Linked DNA regions of Mus musculus: region 1 is linked to region 2. The links are chromatin contacts, called in public HiChIP or PLAC-seq maps. All regions are on one chromosome and are shown on one strand. Each heading gives the region's core, a stretch centred on a gene start, on an enhancer-like site or on the middle of the called end of the contact. The rest is flanking DNA. Distances are from core to core; before and after follow the strand shown.

What was found. HiChIP or PLAC-seq counts read pairs in DNA pulled down with a chosen protein or histone mark.
Region 1: an HNF4G HiChIP or PLAC-seq map of pancreatic cancer cells shows a contact between it and region 2. The contact joins two enhancer-like sites. A contact is called at or near these places in 1 of 484 Hi-C or Micro-C datasets (ventricular fibroblasts) and 1 of 115 datasets of contacts at active chromatin or transcription factors (pancreatic cancer cells).

Annotation. Positions count from the first base shown.
Region 1 is chr12:35,711,238-35,715,884 of GRCm38.p6, forward strand. No RefSeq gene overlaps it. Among named protein-coding and RNA genes, the nearest start is that of 9130015A21Rik, 18 kb to the left of the region's middle. Within about 2 kb of position 1,739, at least 79 of the 459 cell types and tissues checked have an H3K27ac peak or open chromatin away from gene starts, as enhancers often do. A contact at or near this core is called in pancreatic cancer cells, where this site is marked.
Region 2 is chr12:35,206,329-35,211,101 of GRCm38.p6, forward strand. No RefSeq gene overlaps it. Among named protein-coding and RNA genes, the nearest start is that of Mir680-3, 14 kb to the left of the region's middle. Within about 2 kb of position 3,358, at least 47 of the 459 cell types and tissues checked have an H3K27ac peak or open chromatin away from gene starts, as enhancers often do. A contact at or near this core is called in pancreatic cancer cells, where this site is marked.

The DNA of each region.
Region 1 (4,647 bases), core at 489-2,988, 500 kb after region 2:
TATTGTCTCCCAGCTTGAGTCTGAGGATGCATTACACGTTTAGGGACACATCCGGACAGACCCGCTGGAAGCGTGCTGGCAAAGGTACTGGGACGTCCACAGTGTTCTCTTTGAAATAGAAAGCAGCTTGGAAAGCTGAAGTAGCCATCACTCCATGGCTCCTGGAGGGATGAGAGAAGCTGCCATCTCTCCCTGGAAGTTGTCTGCTAGGTTCCATCATCTGGAACATGTGTGCAAAGTATCACGACAGAAAGTGGAGCACTGCTTTTCTGATGGTCCTCAAACTTGTGTTTCACACGGGCAATGTTAGTACATGAAGACTTCACTCCTCCTGTTGTTGCGAAAGTTGAATGACTCCTGTGGACATCAAGGGACCCAGCAGGTTCTGGGTAGGAAGTTGACATATTAGCATGCTGTGGGCATTCTGGGGAGTAGGGATTCCAGAGTAGTCAGCAGGAACTGAAAGATACCGGATCTTATGTGACTGAAAGTGGGAAGACCACGTTGATCATTGCCATTGCGTGATGACACCTGTGTCTGTGTGCCGGTGATGCATAGAAAACACAAAAGCACTTGCCTATGTCATATGACCAGTCAATTTACGTTTACTCAAGAAAGTCATTTTTTTACTCTTGAGAACTAAAAACTTCTGTGAAATAGGATGTGAAATTCAAATGATGTTGCCACATGGGCCCTTTTTCCTTTTCTCAAACATAAAAAGGGATGTGAAAAACTTCTCTGAAACACATGCTCAACATACCATGAGGGTTTTTTAAAACAGTAGAAATACTTCCTCTCCTCACTGAGTCTCTGAGCCTGACACAGGCCTGCCATGATATATAAGTGCAATATTAACTTTTAAAATTGACGCACAGGCATGTCTCCAAGACTCTTAGAGGCAGATTTGAAAAATAATTTCCAACTGTTTCTTTCTGGTTTTGTTTTCTTCTTCTGTGACAGTGTAGTATGAGTCCCTTGAGTTCAACCATCCCTGCTCCTCCCACTTACCTAGTTATGAGACTGCACTGTTTTACTTATCTGTAACATGTTACAGGATGAAGTTAGATAACCTGTAAGTAAGTGCCACCAAGCAAAACACCTCTGGCATTATCAGGAGATTGATAGCTTTCCAGCCTCTGGGTCCCATGCCTCAACACCTTTCAAATACACCTTTCTATTCCCGGTATCCAAAGTCAGGATGGCAAGCCAATTAAGGAACCCCTTTTTGGTCTTCCCTCTGCTCTAGCAAGTTATTCTAGGGCCTGTTTTCTTGCCTATAAAAGGGGGGTTATGGTACCTCTTAAAGTTATTTTCATGGAAGTTAAATGGTTTAAGTACAAGAATGCTCAAAAGAGTAACTGCTTTGCACTGAAAGTGTAAGCACTTAATCACGATTCTCTACGTGGGAACGTCTTCTCAGTCCTGGATCTGCAGGACACAGGAACAGTACCTGGGACACGTAAGTACAAAGCAAATATTTGTAAGGAATGATTAAGTGCAGAAGCATGCTGTTTCCCTTTGCTTGACCTAAATGATCCCTTTAGAGACTGTGGGACCTGTGTGGGTGTACACAGGACAAGTGTTTAGAAACTACTCTCAATGGAAATCAAGAAACTTCCCCTGGCTTCTCGTAACCCACACTGTATTTTCCATGACCCATTATCACATGCTTTCACAGTGAATATAACCTGCCCCATCTTGTACCAGGTACAGATCTTAACTAGATTCTTGAACGCTTGTGTGCATGCCAGCACGCCTCTGTGCTGCCTCTGTCCAGGCTGCTGGGAGTGTAGTGTCACTCCTATAGCCCTGCATCAGGATGCAACAAATAGGTCTCTGGAGTGCCTCATTTTCCACAGATCTTGTGAGTAGATAACTGTATCAGAATGATTTGTCTTTTATAGACACCGTTCAATATTTTCCTTTCCCCTAACAATATTTTAAGTGGCAGAGTTAAGTTAAGTGCTACTAGAGTGTGATACATGTCCTGATGACACTCTTGGTGACCTGGAAGTCATTCTAACAGTTTTCAGTGCACAATTGTACATAATGCATTGGGTAGCTCAGGCTCAGTGTGATTATCCTACTGTGAAATCAAAAGTGGCCTCAACATATTCTCTCTGTGTTGCTCTTAACTTTCTCCCATGAAGCTCTACATGACATGAGTCATGTTGTTTTCCTCCTGTGATGTTTTACATGCAAACCCTGGGTACTTAATCCCAAGCCAATGACTCTTGAAAGTCTTCAATGCACTATGACTTGAGAAGAGAACTCTGGGAAGCGTCCTGTGCTGCTTTTACTAAAACACACCAAAGGTAACCTATTTTCCTTAGCTTCAGTGTCCTGCTTTATCTTCTTCTCTCCCTATGTTGAGCCAGCCAAATGTTGGTCATGAGAAGTATGAGGAGCTGCTGGTGTGAAAATAGACCAGCATCTGGGAAGATGTAAGACAAACTTGCTACACATGTATAGAGACTTGGAGTTCTGCATTTGACATTCTATTCCACCTCTCCCTGAAGCTAAACTTGGGAAGACAATTACTTGGGGAAACAACTCCCTAATTTTAGAACAGTTATATTTTTGAATATGGAATTAGTTGCTCTCAGTACTTTGATCATTCCATACTACATTTATGAAGAACTCTTTTGAGGCTTACTGAATAGATTTTCTAGTTCTCATCTTACCAACCAAACAGGCCCTGTGTGATTTGAGCGTGAGCCTCACATTCCATCCCCATAATTAAATACTGAGACAGTAGATGTTTTAATAACAAAAACATCAAGTCATCCATCTCCATTGTACTTGCTCATGTACGTATTAAAGTGCCAGGATATAAACCTCTAGTCTTTTTCAGTGAGCTTCAGACTGTTATGTCAAAAAATACTCTAAAACCTGTTGACACATTTCCCACCTCCAAAGAAATCTTGGAGCTCTTGGCTTTACATTTAACTTATTGAACACATAAGAATATATCAGTCTTAGCTCAAACCCAGGGCCTTATGATTGATCATCTAATTCCAACTTGCCAGAGTTCTACAAAGGACCTATTAAAAGACACATTGCTACGTATAAAGGTGTATATACACACACACACACACACACACACACCCACACACACACACACACCCCCCCCACACACACACCCACACACACAGCAGGTAGCTGAGAAATATCACAGGAATAAGGGTGATATGTAGACTTATCTTTCTTCCTGTAATAAATCATATTCCTTTTCTTTAAAGGATCACATGGGGGATGAAGTAACACAAGGATAAGTTCTGCACACTATTTTCAAATCCCAGCCAGCAGTGCAAGGGCTTGGCTGTGACATGATGATGACCTCACAGCTCAGCACAAAACTCTGAGCCACTCATATTCAGGACAGCACTTTGTATAGAAAATGACTGAATAGGCTTTATCTTCTAACAGGATGTAAATGGATGAAAAGTATAAACTTCAACAGAGGGGAGAAATTGGTACAAATATCTTATTCAAACCTGCATTGCTTGGCTTGTGACTGGCATTCATTTAAATATGAACTATGTGCAAGTTTGTGTAGCTAGCAGGAATGTTAAATCTTTATAGCCTTGCAGAGAATTCTAGGTTGCTTAGAGCTAACAGAGACAGACAAGCCAGAGTGTCACCAAATGATATTAGTCAGCAGGTCTCTGTATAGAGGTGATTTTCTGAGAAAAATTACTTTATCCCATATATTTTTATCATGTTTTCTCTTTCCTTAATTCCTCCCATATCCTCCTTACCTATCCACAGAACTTTATGTTAATAAAATAATTAAATGAAAACAAACAAAAAGAAACACACATACATAAAGACACAAAAATTGAAGGGTGATATATGGACTCATTTTTCTTCCTGTAATAAATCACATTCCTTTTCTTTAAAGGATTACATGGTGGATCATTATTATTATAAAAATAATAATCAAAGATCCAATAATACAAAAGAGTCCTCAAGCAAAGCCAAATAAGATAAACAGTATGGAAGTTTTAATGACAGGCTGTTACATATTTAACTCATCACGATATTTTACATTATCTGTAAGATGACATGGCTAACATTTTGGCCAAAAGAAGACTCGCATGAAGTTGATTATTAATAAATACTAGTCCCTACAGTGGTGTGAATATGCTGCACCCAGAAAACAGCATTACTGGGAGGTATTGCCTTCTTGAAGTATGTGCAGTTTTGTTGGAGCAAGTGTGTCAGTGTGGGTATGAGCTTTAAGACCCTTGTGCTAGCTGGCTAGAAGCCATTCTTCTCCGGTTTGCCATTGGAACAAGATGTAGAACTCTCAGCTCCTCCAGCCCCATGTCTACCAAGATGCTGCCTTGCCTCCCACTTTGATGATAATGGACTGAGCCTCTGAACCTGTAAGCCAGCCCCAATTAAATGTTGTCCTTTATAAGAGTTGCCTTGGTCATAGTGTCTGTTCATAGCAGTAAAACCCTAACTAAGATAGTCCCCATGCTGGATTTCTTATGGGGGTGCAGGACTCAACTCAACCCCTCATCTTTCAAGGGAAGCCACATTTTCTCTAGATTCTAGAAAACACTCTAGGGTGTTCAGTAGAGCTTGCCTATCATTCTTTAATATTTCCCACAATATATGCTACGGAGTGCTGGTCTA
Region 2 (4,773 bases), core at 2,108-4,607:
CCTGCTTATGCATTTTCATATAATCACACAACCGCCCTAAAAACAGCGTTCATCTCCTCACAGAGGAAATACAACTGCCTGGAGGGAGAGGCCAGACTTCCAAAAAGGAATGAATGTTTGCCCTGTTTTAAACAAGGAGTGGGAGGTCAGAGGCAGAGACTGAACGGGCAGAAGGGAGGCAAACCAAGCTTAAGAAATGATGCCAGGAAAAGCTTTAGGGTTGGAAGAAGTAATACATTGAAAGAGGGATGGAAGTCCCAGTGCAGAAACATGTGGGAAGAAATAAAATAATGAAACTTCACAGTTCCGCTAGGTGGGCTAGGTAGGGTTCAATGCTAAGGCAGCTAAGAGACATTTTGAGAAGGCTCTTAAGAAACTGCCTCTTCCCAACGCGTGAATACTTCATTCCTCCTTAGAATAGCGAACAAAATACCCATGGAAGGAGTTACAGAGACAAAGTTTGGAGCTGAGATGAAAGGATGGACCATCCAGAGACTGCCATACCCGGGTATCCATACCATAATCAGCCATCAAACGCAGACACTATAGCGTATGCCAGCAAGACTTAGCTGATATAGCTGTCTCTTGTGAGGCTATGCAGTGCCTGGCAAATATAGAAGTTTGCCACAGTCACAGTCAGCTATTGGATGGAACACAGGGCCCCCAATGGAGGAGCTAGAGAAAGTACCCAAGGAGCTGAAGGTGTCTGCAACCCTATAGGTGGAACAACAATATGAACTAACCAGTACCCCCAGTGCTCGTGTCTCTAGCTGCATATGTAGCAGAAGATGGCCTAGTCGGCCATCAGTGGGAAGAGAGGCCCCTTGGTCTTGTAAACTTTATATGCCCCAGTACAGGGAAACACCAGGGCTAAGAAGTGGGAGTGGGTGGGTAGGGGAGCAGGGTCGGGGGAGGGTATAGGGACTTTCGGGATAGCATCTGAAATGTAAATGAAGAAAATATCTAATAAAAATTGAAAAAAAATAAAAAGAAAGAATCTGCCTCTTCAAGGTGTTGCCTGTAGAGTTCTGGCAAGTACAAGCCACAGTTAGGAGACTGGGATGGGATCCCATGTCCTCCCAGGGCTGTATCTGTGCCTAGTGGAGATGTAATCCCTGTGTGAGCCAAGCTCTTTTGGGACTGCACACGCCAGCTCCTGAGTTTTAATCATCACTTTGCTGAAGTTGACCCTTGGTAAAAGAAATTGTGTGTGCATAGGTGTTGGTGTGTCTGTGCACATGCACACGATTGCAGAGTATGTTAACAGTGTTGATAGCTGTGTAGGAGTGGGTTACTATATTCAGTGGACCATGCTTTTCTCAAGAGCCATGACTTGCAGCTTGAAGTATCTGATGACCATTCAGGAGAGGTCCCAAAGCTTAAGTATTTTCATAAGAAATGCATTTGCTCAAGAATTTTGGCAACTTCTCATTATTTTCCTTGAACAGCATAACTCCATCTGAATACCAAGGACATGAAACTATTTCCATTAAGTGGAACACTAGCAAGCGAGCCTCACAGCTGGGCACTTACTGCCTCTCCCCTCTGCCATTTGGACACATAATTACAGTGAAGACATTACAATGCTGCTTTGGAGCATTTCCGTCTATTCCCGGCACACATTCCTTGAGAATCTCCTTGACCTTGCTGTTTAGCTAGAGGTATTCAGAGGTAACTGACTTGATCTTAAAGAAACTATGCCTGTGATTTACCTGTGACTGGCAATTACTTCACTATCTTTCACAGAAATCTGGGAACGATCCTTTTGGTCCTTTCCACAGACACTGAGAGAACTTTGGGGTTTCCAGCTTTTAGTGGGTGTTGAGCATATCATTCACTGTTCTTGCAAGAAGGAAGATAATGTGTGGGTGAAGATAATATTGCACATCATTATATGATTCTCTTGCCCCCCAGCCCCCATGTCCTCCTCTTCCTTCTCTTCACCCTCTTCTTACTCCTCTTCAGTGAAGATAAAGCGAAACATAGGAACGGCCTGCGTCACTTCCTCCATGTGGACCCAGGAAGGGTTTCTTTTCCTTGACTCCTTGCATACTTAAATGTCACAAGCTCACCCAGTCAGCATTGCTTAATTCAAGGGAAATGTCATGGGTCACATTTGATGTGGATAGGTAGCAATTCCACGTGTGGCTACAAAACAGCCCAAACACAGCAGCCACTTGAAGGTGTTCTTTAGGGTCTATATAGACATGAAAACTGAGTTGTGCTCTGTACCATCTTGCAGTTGCTTTTCCTCTTCAGCTTAAGAATGCTGTCTCTTACAAAGGTAATACAGTACGCTTGCTGCTTCTACTAAGAGTATGTGGCTGCTTGGGGTGGGTCCTAGAGTTTTTATCATTATTATAGTTAAAAAGAACAAGGACTTTGGGATACAAAACATTTATCCTTAGAAGATGCTAAACAGCAGTCTCGGAGGGAAAAGGAACAACATCGCAAGTCTAAGTGCCAGAACTTAGCAGGGGCATCTCTCCAGATAGTTTTTATCCTTCATGATAAAGAGGAGGGGGTTTGCCTGCTCATTTTTGAGGCTAGGGATTTGATGCGACAGAGAATGCCGAGTGCTTGCCTTCTACTCATCTCATCTGTCCTGTTCTCAGTGGGAGGATCAAGTCATTTCATCACTCCTAATCTTTTGCTTTTCTCCACATTGCTCGTTATCCTATTTCCCTGATTATTTATTGACTGTTGTCATCTCCAGTAAAGTACACACCTCATAAGAACAGGCACTCAGTGTTTCCTTCTCGCAGCACATGGAGCACATTTGAGCAGCAACACGGCCTGAGTGTGCACCCTGTGCCTGGTAATGTTCAAGAGCGCTTGGTGTTCATATGCCCTGATGTAGCAGTTCTTGGAGATGCATAATATTTATATCAACATCTTACAAATGAGAAAACTGAAACTTAGTACAAATTAAGCAGGTTTCCTGAAAGTTACATCCTCAGGAGGTGGGAGCATTATGATTCAACCCAGGCTGTGGTTTCAGCATATATCCATGGTATCTGCCCAGGCAGTATTAGATTGCTATTAGGCTCTTACCAAACATCTTTTTAAGGGTGAACATTCATCCTAGACAGCAATGAAGCTGCCCCATTCCTTCTATCCCTTCATCTTCTCTTCACCCTACCCTCAGCCATGGCTGTAGTGCTGGGGAAAGCCTGCTCTACATGCCACAGAGCTGACCACCCAGATGCCTTTGGGGGGGTCTGCCCATGCACCCACATAACCAGCCTCTTTGATGTGCAGCTGAGTCAGAGGTTCTTCAGAGGCTGTTCTGGTACACTCACCAGCTCCCTGGATCTCATCATAGGCCCCCACAAGTGGTTTGACAGAGAACAATGTGGACTTCATTGACTCATGCTGGATTCACTAATGTTTGCATAAGCTAGGAGGCCAGTCAAAGGCTTCTCTTTTCCTCTCTGTCAATGTGCTCCAAGGTGTGTGTGTGTGTGTGTGTGTGTGTGTGTGTGTGTGTGTGTGTGTTCAATTATTGTCTCTGGGCATAGAAAACACTAGGAATCATGGAATCACTTTTAGAAGTTGACTATGAAACACGTAGTTCCCTTGTTCTTCTTATGTCAGTTTTTGAAAATAACTCTCATCTCCCACTCCTTTGTGTGAATGTGATTGTGTGTTGGTGTTGCGATATGTGTGTGTGTGTGTGTGTGTATAAGAATGCATATCTGGATAAAAGGGAAAGGGTAACCAGGTAGTGGTGGCACAGGCTTTAAATCCTTGCTCTCTGGAAGGTGGATCTCTGTGAGTTTAAGGTCAGCCTGGTCTACAGAGTGAGTTCCAGGACAGCTAAGTAGACAAAGAAAAAACATGTCTTGAAAAACAAACAAACAAACAAACACAACAACAACAACAAAAATTTCCAAAACCCCAAACCCAAAACCCAATTCTCCCTCCCCCAAAAATCTTCAGTTAGGAAAGCTGAGCATTGCAGGCCACTGTTGCCCTCACAGCCTGGTTCTCTACTTTGTCTACTACCACTAATAACACATACTACCACCACTTAGACTCAAAACTGCTTTGGGGATGGGGTTGCTTGTCACAGTTGAGTGAAGGCCTTTCCTCTAAGAAGGAAGTGAGCAGAATAAAAGAGTCCTTTGTTTGTGGGCACTGACAAGCACAGGCCTGCTTCTGTTGGGAAGGAATTGTTGCAGCATCACAGTATGTGTATGACGGAAACCCATAATGCTTAGCAGGGAAACAGAACTGTTGCTTAACAGTAGAGTTCTGTTAAGTCTAAATTATGCCAAGGCTCTAGCTGCATATGTAGCAGAGGATGGCCTAGTTGGTCATCAATGGGAGGAGAGGCCCTTGGTCCTATGAAGGTTCTATGCCCCAGGATAGGGGAATGCCAGGGCCAGGAAGCAGGAGTGGGTGGGTTGGTGAGCAGGGAGAGGTGGGAGGGAATAGGGTGTTTTCGAGGGGAAACTAGGAAAGGAGATAACATTTGAAATGTAAATAAAGAAAATATCTAATAAAAAAAGACAAAGTATGCCAAGGAACCATTTTATATTTCCATAATGAAAAAGATATGGTATTTTGGCACACATCCATTTTGCTTATCATAGTCTCAAGTGAGTTTATGAGCTTTTATTTTGTTTAATGCATTCAATAAGGAAACAATGTACATGTGTTTAGTTTATTAATCTATGTCATCATGCTCTTTTTAATTCATTTAAACAGGAAAATTTATTCATTTTATGTATATGAGTATATTGCCAGCATGTATATTTATGTATCTCA